3 separate regions of the Zea mays genome follow, and regions 1 and 3 are each linked to region 2. A link is a contact called in public Hi-C data. All regions are on one chromosome and are shown on one strand. The core of a region is the stretch at or near the end of the contact, and the rest is flanking DNA. Distances in the headings are between cores, read along the strand shown. Region 1 holds the start of LOC100383326 (ARM repeat superfamily protein). Region 2 holds the start of LOC100275620. Region 3 holds the start of LOC100272333 (Bifunctional 3-dehydroquinate dehydratase/shikimate dehydrogenase chloroplastic).

Region 1 (2,700 bases), core at 45-2,544, 300 kb before region 2:
CCGCGCTCGGCGGCGCCCTTCCAGCTGAGCATGTCCACGAGGCGCTCCACGACGGCGGGCGACGTGCCGACGCGGCGCAGCGCGCCGTCCCCGAGCCGCGGGCTCGCGGCCACGTTGACGAGGATGCCCACGCCGATGCGCTGCTCGTCGTGGGACCCGCCGACGATGAGCTCCTCGGCGAAGGACACCAGGTCCATGCGGAGCCCGTCGAAGATGCTCCCCTCGATGCACCGCGAGTAGGCGTCGTAGAAGAAGCGGCGTATGGCGAGGAGCCCCGGCGCGCCCGCGAGGCGGCACTCGTCGGCGACGCGCTCCAGCAGGCGGCCGTGGCTGACCTCCCACTCCCACGCCGCCTTCTCGGCGTGGAACAGGAGCGCCTCGGCCAGCGCCAGGCCGTAGAAGATGTCGAGCGCCGACCGGCGGTTCGTCCGCGCGTCCACGGCGTCCCCGAAGTCCTGCCTGGCGAGACGCACCCCGGAGAGCACCACGCACGCCGTCGCGGACGCCAGCTGCAGCCAGTAGAACAGCCGGCCGACGTGGCCCGAGAGGAAGCTCCAGCTCCAGCTCCAGGGCCAGGCGGTCCAGGTCCAGGCCGACCTCCATCCCCACCCGCTCCGCCCGGCGTGGCTGCAGGACGCCGCAGCTCCGCCGGACGCCTTGCCGCTCTCGCAGTCGCAGCCGCCCGCGCGGAAGACGAAGCGGAAGGAGCGCGCGACGAGGCGGACGCTGGACCGTCCAGCGTCGACGAGCGAGAGCGACCACGTGGCCTGGTGCTGCCACTCCAGCTCGTGGCTGCGGCTGAAGATGCGCGCGCCCTCGACGAGGAGGATGGCGGTGACGGACCAGAAGTCGACCCGCTCCAGCGTGATGGCGAAGCCGCCGAGGAGCACGACGGTGGCCCAGATGAAGCCCAGCGCGCCCAGTCCGCTGGCCGCCTTCTCCAGCACGGCGAGCCGCAGCGCCAGCAGCGTGAGCCGGCGCTCGGGCCCGGCTGCGCCGTCGTCCAGTCGCCCCCGCGCGCTGCAGGACGCCTCGTTGTTGTCGTCGTCTTTGCCGTCGTCGGCCGCCACGCTCGGTCGCGGTGGCGAGTCCGAGAGCTGCGGCTCGAACGGCGTCGCCGCCATGAACCCGGGGGTAACCGCCGGGTCGCTCGGCTGCGCCTCGATGGTCAGCCGCACTGACTGGTCGGAGACGTCCATTAGTCTGCCGATCGATATGTCGATCCACCTTACTTCCAAGGTTGGAGCTAGCTTTGAATGTGTGCTTCGCGGGAAAAGGTTAATCGAAGCGGTTGATGATGGAGATGCAATGATAGGGCTGCGTCAGTGCGGTGCTTATATACGCTGGTCTCGGCCAGTGTATGCGCGTGGCGGCGTGAGGAGGTCGCCATGGCTGTGGATCAAGGGGCGGTTGCGTGAGCGCGGGAGACGAGGTTGTCCGGAAGGCAAGAGATGAAGAGGGCGGTTCGAGAGTGTGTGTGAGCCAGACAGCCAGCCGGGCCGGCAGGCGGCAGTGCGGTGGATGGATCGGAGAGGGAACGCATGCAGGAGGATGTGGTGGGGTGGACGCAAGGACAAACAAGGTCGATGCATATTGATTTGGAGGCCACGCACGCCCACGCGGCCACGCGGGAGGGAGTGGCTGATGCAATCTGCTGCCGGGGACCGGAGGGTGGTGCGCGTAATTAGCTGAGCAACATACATACGCAATTAAGAATTAAGTGGGTCGGTGACAGGCATATTGAGAGCTCGGTCGGTTTCTTCAGAGTCCACGCACGGAAAACCTGAGAATTTGGTATAGTTTCCGCGCCCATGATTAGTAGAGTATTCAATCGCCTATCTTGCTTGCTATTAGTATGTACACGTATACGCAGAAGTACATGCATGATGATGCTGAAGAATTCGTGCTGTACCTACAGTCCTACACGCTGACGCTGTAGCTCCTATACGTACGGTGTCACGGCGCAACGCAACAGCCTATCCAACCGAACCGTACAGCTCAGTTCTTGAAAGCTGCAGCTAGCTTTTCTGAGCCGCCAAATTTACATGGCGACGCTTGCACAGTTGCTTTTCGTCAATGATATATATTTGCTTAAGTCCAGTGTCTGTGTCTCCAAGTTAACCAACACAAACGCCTGATCCAGATTTTGCCCCTGTCTTCTAGAATAAAATAATGCAGGACCTATATCAACTGACGGTGAAAACGTGGTACCTAGTGACTCTGCCTTAAGGACAAAAGGACGTCCATATATTCGATCTGTATCTGTATACTTAAAGTTGGATATTTAAAATGTTAATATCTACTAAATCTTATCTAGCACAACTCGATGCTATATCTATCCAAGAGAAAAATATAAAAACAAATATGAAACAATTAATATTCGTCGCTACTCTAAATCTTCTTTCTCAATCCAATTTCTTTCGAGTTAACCCTTTTTTGGGCGAAACAAATTAATATCTATTGTTTCTATATTTTGTTTGCTCACAAAAGGCATTAAAAAATTGAAGCATGTTTTCATTTATATGATATTTTTATACACTACTACATAATTTTTTCCCTTAGGATATAAACGATCTCCCATTCTTAAGACCTATATACCATCGATCGTGAAAGAAAATGATTTTTAGGAGCAGTTTTAAAATCGTTCATGCAAATCGGTTTCTAGGAGTGTTTTTGATAAACAAAAATATTTTTCGAATC
Region 2 (2,700 bases), core at 123-2,622:
GATTGCTGATGGCATTACCTTGCAATGGAAACGATTCATCAGTGCTGGATATTTCAGGTACATGACTCTTACTGACTTCACTACCAGACATATCTAAGATCTCTATACTGTCTTGACCCAGTTCAAGCTTCATGGATGACTTTGAAGAATCAGCGCAATCTTCAAAACTAAGTGTCATAGCATCCAATCCACCAGGACCAAGGACTCTATTCTCTTGGATGATATCCCTCATGATTTCACGAACTATATAATATGATCCTCCAACTTCCTTATGTGTCAGATTAATTGATGGGAATTTTCCTTCATTTGAAACTCGGTAGCTGAAACAGAGCAAAAACATTGTGAACTGGATTAGCAATTTTAATCGTCTTTTTTGCCTGCAGAATATTCATTCAGCAGACAAACAATAACCAAACAAAAATCATGAACCATCTCAAATTAAATACAGCTGCTCTGCATGCCGGGCCAAATTTTGGATAAATGTCAGAATTATTATAAGCACAAGTAACGGCACACAGATTTCAAATTAGATTAACACAAATGAGTGACTCGCATATAGCTAGAATAAAACCAAATCAACATTTTTGATTTTAGGGTACAGACGGCTTGAGGCAGTACGGAAACTAAAGTCTGGCTTGGGATCGTGTCTTTTACCAACTACCACTAGGAAACACCGGTTGGTTCATTAGGGGATGTTTGGCACTCCATCCAAAATGAGATGGTGCATCGTGAGTCTATTCCTAAAATGAGATGGTGTGTCATTAGTTTATTCCTCAAATTTGGTGGGATGACTTCATTTCTCGTATTCCTCCATATTATTTTATTACTAACTAAAGATGGTAATGGATCAACTTATTCCACTCCACGAACCAAACAAAAAAAAAAGTGAGTTGTGTTCATTCGTCAGACCAAACACCCTATACATTTCAGCATCGATCAGACCATACGCTGCAGGCGCGCAAATGATTCCAACGCAAGATGTGCATCCACGAGAGAGCGGAAAGATGGGCAGCTGGACAAAGAAGGTACCTTTTGATGAAGGACTCCACCATCTCCCTCCTCTCCTCCTTGGATTTCCGCACCCGCGGCAGGCGCTTCTCCTGCGCGCGCGCGCAGGAGCGCGGCACGACGACGTCCCGGCCCCGGACCCTGCATTCCCCTCCTCCGACGCCGCCAGCTCTCCACTTGAGTGAAGCGGACGGTGCACCGCCGCCGCACCGGCCGAGGACGGACGGCTGCGAGGCGGCCCAAGAGACGCTCCCGGGCGCGGCCTGCATCGGCCCTTCCAGGCTCAGGAAAGAGGGGAGCCGCGAGAGCGAGCACCAACACTCGACCGGTGTCCGGTGAGCCGGGACAGCGAGGGGGACGCGGCGGAAACGGAGGGTTTTTGCCGGAGGCGATTGGGATGGCGGACACGATAGATGGGCGACGGCGCGCAAAAAGCGACAAGATTGGGGGGCTTTGGAGTGGGCCGCCGGGGACGGCACACGGCGAGCCGCTTTCGAGTGACGATCGCAGTCGCCAATGGCTTTGTGCTTTTGGCTGGGCTCCCCTGCTCCTAGGTTTTCTCCGGCACATATTTTCTACTGCTAGTTTTTTTTTAGTTTTTCTAGAGGTCTATATTTTTTAAGAAAAGGTACAAAATACTTTCATTGTCTATCGACAATGTTCACATAACTCCCTATAATATCTTGGTAGTTTATTTTATCCCTCCATTTTTTAGTTGGTTCAATTTACCTGTTAACAAGTTTTTTTATTTCTTTACGTACAAACGGAGTTTTTAGTTTAATTTTTGGAACAATTGGATCTATACCATTAAAAGATCCAAACTTTAGATATATACCATGGACCCCACATGTCATTCACTCATGTGGACCCACATGTAAGTGAGATAGTAATGGTATGGATCCAAAGTGGTGATCTTTTAATGGTATGGATCCAAATTTCCCTTTATTTTTTGTTCCTAAGTAGTTAATAGCATAATTTAGTCTAAAAAAATTATAATTATTTTTTGATATGTTAGGGAACAGATATGATAATAAATTTAATGATACAAAACTAAATATAAAATAATAATGAAAACTTATTAACGTGCTTTTCTAACATAAGTTATGATGTTATCGATCACCTTAAAAAATATGAATTTAAAATTCAACTTTTACGTGAAAACAAAAAGACAAATATATTTTTTTGGCCTGATATATTTTTAGTCATTCTTTAATTGTTATAGCTTCAGTCATTTGTGTGGATACATATATGTGTGTGCGTGTTTGTATACATATATATGTGTGCACGTATATATATAGTTATCAATTAAATCGAATTTAACTTTATTTTCGCATTGCCATATGTAACATGTGATTTTAGAAGAGACGGTTGCTTTCTAGGTGTCATTGGATGATTAGGGATAATCATAGTCCCTCCAAATTTCTCAATATTTTACATGAATTGCCAATTCTATAAAGCATTAGTTTTCCTGGTTCCATCGTCGTCTCTTTTACAAAAAATCATTGTATTTCTTTCTAATCTAACTGTGATCTAAACATCTCTGCTCTTATAATGGTTCCACCATCGTCGTGTGTCGTCAAGTGACATGAGTCGTTACCTCCTGAATGGACCATAAGAAAACACCTAAACCCACGCGATACGAAGTCGCACACATCACAACGCTCTGGATAGTACCACCTCATTAGCTAAAGG
Region 3 (2,700 bases), core at 197-2,696, 270 kb after region 2:
CTAACTTGAAACGAAATTCGCAGGGGCCATGCTGCGGAATGGTAGTGAAGTGTCATATCAAACCATTACTAGTACAATGATCGAGCATTGCGACGTCACACAAATTCTTCGAAAAAATGTTAGTGCATAATGATTCCATAAACACCTTAATATCTTACAAAGAAACGTGGAAAAAAGAAAATATATGTCTACACACGGCTAGGCCTCAACAGACTCCGTCCATCCTTCGACAAGAGGATCTTCTTCCTGTTCACCTCCGCCTTCCCCCTTCACCAGTTCTGCGGCCTCGTCTTACCTCCCTGTCATTGTTGTTGGCAACTTCTTATTAGCATAGGTCGGCATCAACGACTAGGAGAAGGCGGCGACCCGATGACGATGTTGGCAATGCTGATGTCCACGACGCGATGGGGCAGTGATGATGAGCGACTAGAGGAGTGTCGCCGAGGAGGACTGAGCCGCCCATCGGCCCGTTAGCGAGACGAGTCACGACAGGAACGCGAATGATTTATAGCGGGCCATTAGTTTTGCATCATGGGCGAGATGAGCCTTATCCATAGGAAATGGAGAATAACCATGTGTTTCGTGCGTGACACACAATATGCTTTATAGTAGAGATGTTGTGCAAACATCAAACCATTATGTTGTGTACAACTCTCAGTTCATGTTGTTCATGTGTCCATACTTCAGAGTTCAGATACTTGTGCAAGTCTTGTGTTTTTGGCTGGTCACAGTTGCAACCCCTTTTCTGATCATGTCAATGCATTTATGTGTCACTAGGGATATCTGATATCACGGTTTGGATGGGGAGAGTCTTGTTGTGGAGAGGTGATTAACTGTTTACGCAGCAAAAACTTGTTTAGATTATTGGATAAATCTCTTACTCATTCAATCTACAATATTATTTAAATCATCTTTTATCTTTTTCCTTATCCCTCCCCTGCCGCCCCCAACATCTCTCTCCCCTTATCCTCGCCGCCCCTTTCCCCTCACTCGCGCCGCCATCAATCTCTCCCCTCGCGCCATTGCCACCACCGTTGACCCCTTTCTTCCTCTCTCTCGGATTGTAGCATTAGCATGACCTATATGCTAATAACAATAGGAATAAAAAAATGTAGGACTAGATTTGCACAAAAATAGACTGATTTTTTCATGGGAAAATAAAAATCTCGAAAAATAGGTTTGCCGAACTAGCCCTATGATTAAAATCCTCTAAAACTTCTAATTGTTTTCTTTGTTACAGAGATGAGCGAAGTTTTTGCAAAAAAAACCACAAGCCCCGTACTATTAGAAAAAACTATAAAATTCATGTAAAAATAAGTTATTGAGTCCATCTAGGCTTCTGGCCGTGACACGCCCGACGTCAGGTCGATTTTTAGTTAGTTTTGAAAAGTTACGCATCTTATTTCACTGCCAGCCCTCTGAAAAAAAATTAAAAAATGAGGTCCCAGTTCCACACTTCCACCCACCTCCAGAGCCAAAAGAGCCGGCGGTGGCCGGCAGCCAAAACCCACGTCGGATTTCGCCGCCGCCGCCAGGAGCTAGGGGACAAGGCAACGCCGGCAGGTGCAACATTTATGCGTGTACCGCCCGGCAGCCACGCGTACACTTCTGCCGCAGAGCTAAACGCGCCACTCCGCGGCAAGCTGATCTGCTGCTCCCAAGTCCCACCAGCCACCGCACCGAGTGCCAATGGCGACTGCAGCGACTTCTACGCCGGCGGCGTGGCAGTCTACTCTGGTCTACTCTGGTCTACGCCATGCAGGGACCTGCCCGTGCTTCTCGCCCAGCCCCGCTCGCTCCCCGTCATCGTCACCTACAGGTTTGCATCTTCTTCTCGGGGACACCTTCTTGGCGCATTCTGTGAGCACTTGGTTCTGGCTGGTTTCAGTACAATTGAAAGGGGAATTTGTTTTTTTTTCTTTGTAGTTTTCAGACTGTGTTTCTATTGTACCATCAGTGGAACAATATGTATTTGCTCAGTTAATCTCGTATGAAAAGAAATGTATTTCTTGGTTTTGATTGTGCAGGCCGAATTGGGAGGGAGGCCAGTACGCAGGCGAAGATGAGCCACGGTTTGAGGCGCTTCTACTGGCAATGGAGCTGGGAGCTGAATATGTCGATGTCGAGTTCAAGGTTGGCTCCGTCCTCACTCCTTTTAATTTAATTTCAGACTGTCACAATTCAAAAGGCTAGTTTGCAGGGCAAAGAATTTGTCCTTATTCATTTGATTTTAGGACCATTTCGTGAGGCTTGGCGAATTCATAGCTTTATGTGTGCAGTACTACTGAATTGGATATCTGAGAGTTCAGAGTTGGAGTACATTTCGATGCAGTTTCCTTCTTGTGCTTAATTACATGTTTTTGGGACAAGTGAATCACTTTTCAATTGTCACTATTACCATGCTGCTCTGCAGGTCGCCGACAAATTTATGAAGTATTTGTCTGGGAAGAAACCTCAAAACTGTAAGCTCATCATTTCAGCATACGACTACAAGACCACTCCATCGGTACATGAACTTCTGAATTTAGTAGCTCAGATACGAGCAACGGGGGCTGACATTGTGAAAATTGAAACCACTGCTGCTGACATTGTAGACACATCAAGAATGTTTCAAGTACTTGCACATTGCCATGTGAGTTTTACTATATCCAAGTTTGTGATATTCTTGACTGAGATATGAACTTTTGCCAAATTATCCAT

What was found. Hi-C and Micro-C count contacts between places; a contact is called where the count stands out from the background.
Region 1: a contact with region 2 is called in a Hi-C map of leaf, with 7 times the contacts expected there. The contact joins the promoter of LOC100383326 here to the promoter of LOC100275620 in region 2. A contact is called at or near these places in 3 of 25 Hi-C or Micro-C datasets (endosperm, leaf and tassel).
Region 3: a Hi-C map of ear shows a contact between it and region 2, with 2.7 times the contacts expected there. The contact joins the promoter of LOC100272333 here to the promoter of LOC100275620 in region 2. A contact is called at or near these places in 3 of 25 Hi-C or Micro-C datasets (ear, endosperm and tassel).

What each region holds. Positions count from the first base shown.
Region 1 is chr3:135,375,359-135,378,058 of Zm-B73-REFERENCE-NAM-5.0, reverse strand. It overlaps LOC100383326 (ARM repeat superfamily protein), which reads right to left and starts at 1,294. Exons shown (of 1, transcript NM_001175984.1): 1 at 1-1,294. The coding sequence starts at 1,199.
Region 2 is chr3:135,079,365-135,082,064 of Zm-B73-REFERENCE-NAM-5.0, reverse strand. It overlaps LOC100275620, which reads right to left and starts at 1,372. Exons shown (of 4, transcript NM_001175133.1): 1 at 1,030-1,372; 2 at 1-320. The coding sequence starts at 1,277.
Region 3 is chr3:134,806,044-134,808,743 of Zm-B73-REFERENCE-NAM-5.0, reverse strand. LOC100272333 (Bifunctional 3-dehydroquinate dehydratase/shikimate dehydrogenase chloroplastic) reads left to right here and starts at 1,446. Exons shown (of 10, transcript NM_001146817.1): 1 at 1,446-1,819; 2 at 2,028-2,133; 3 at 2,414-2,632. The coding sequence starts at 1,575.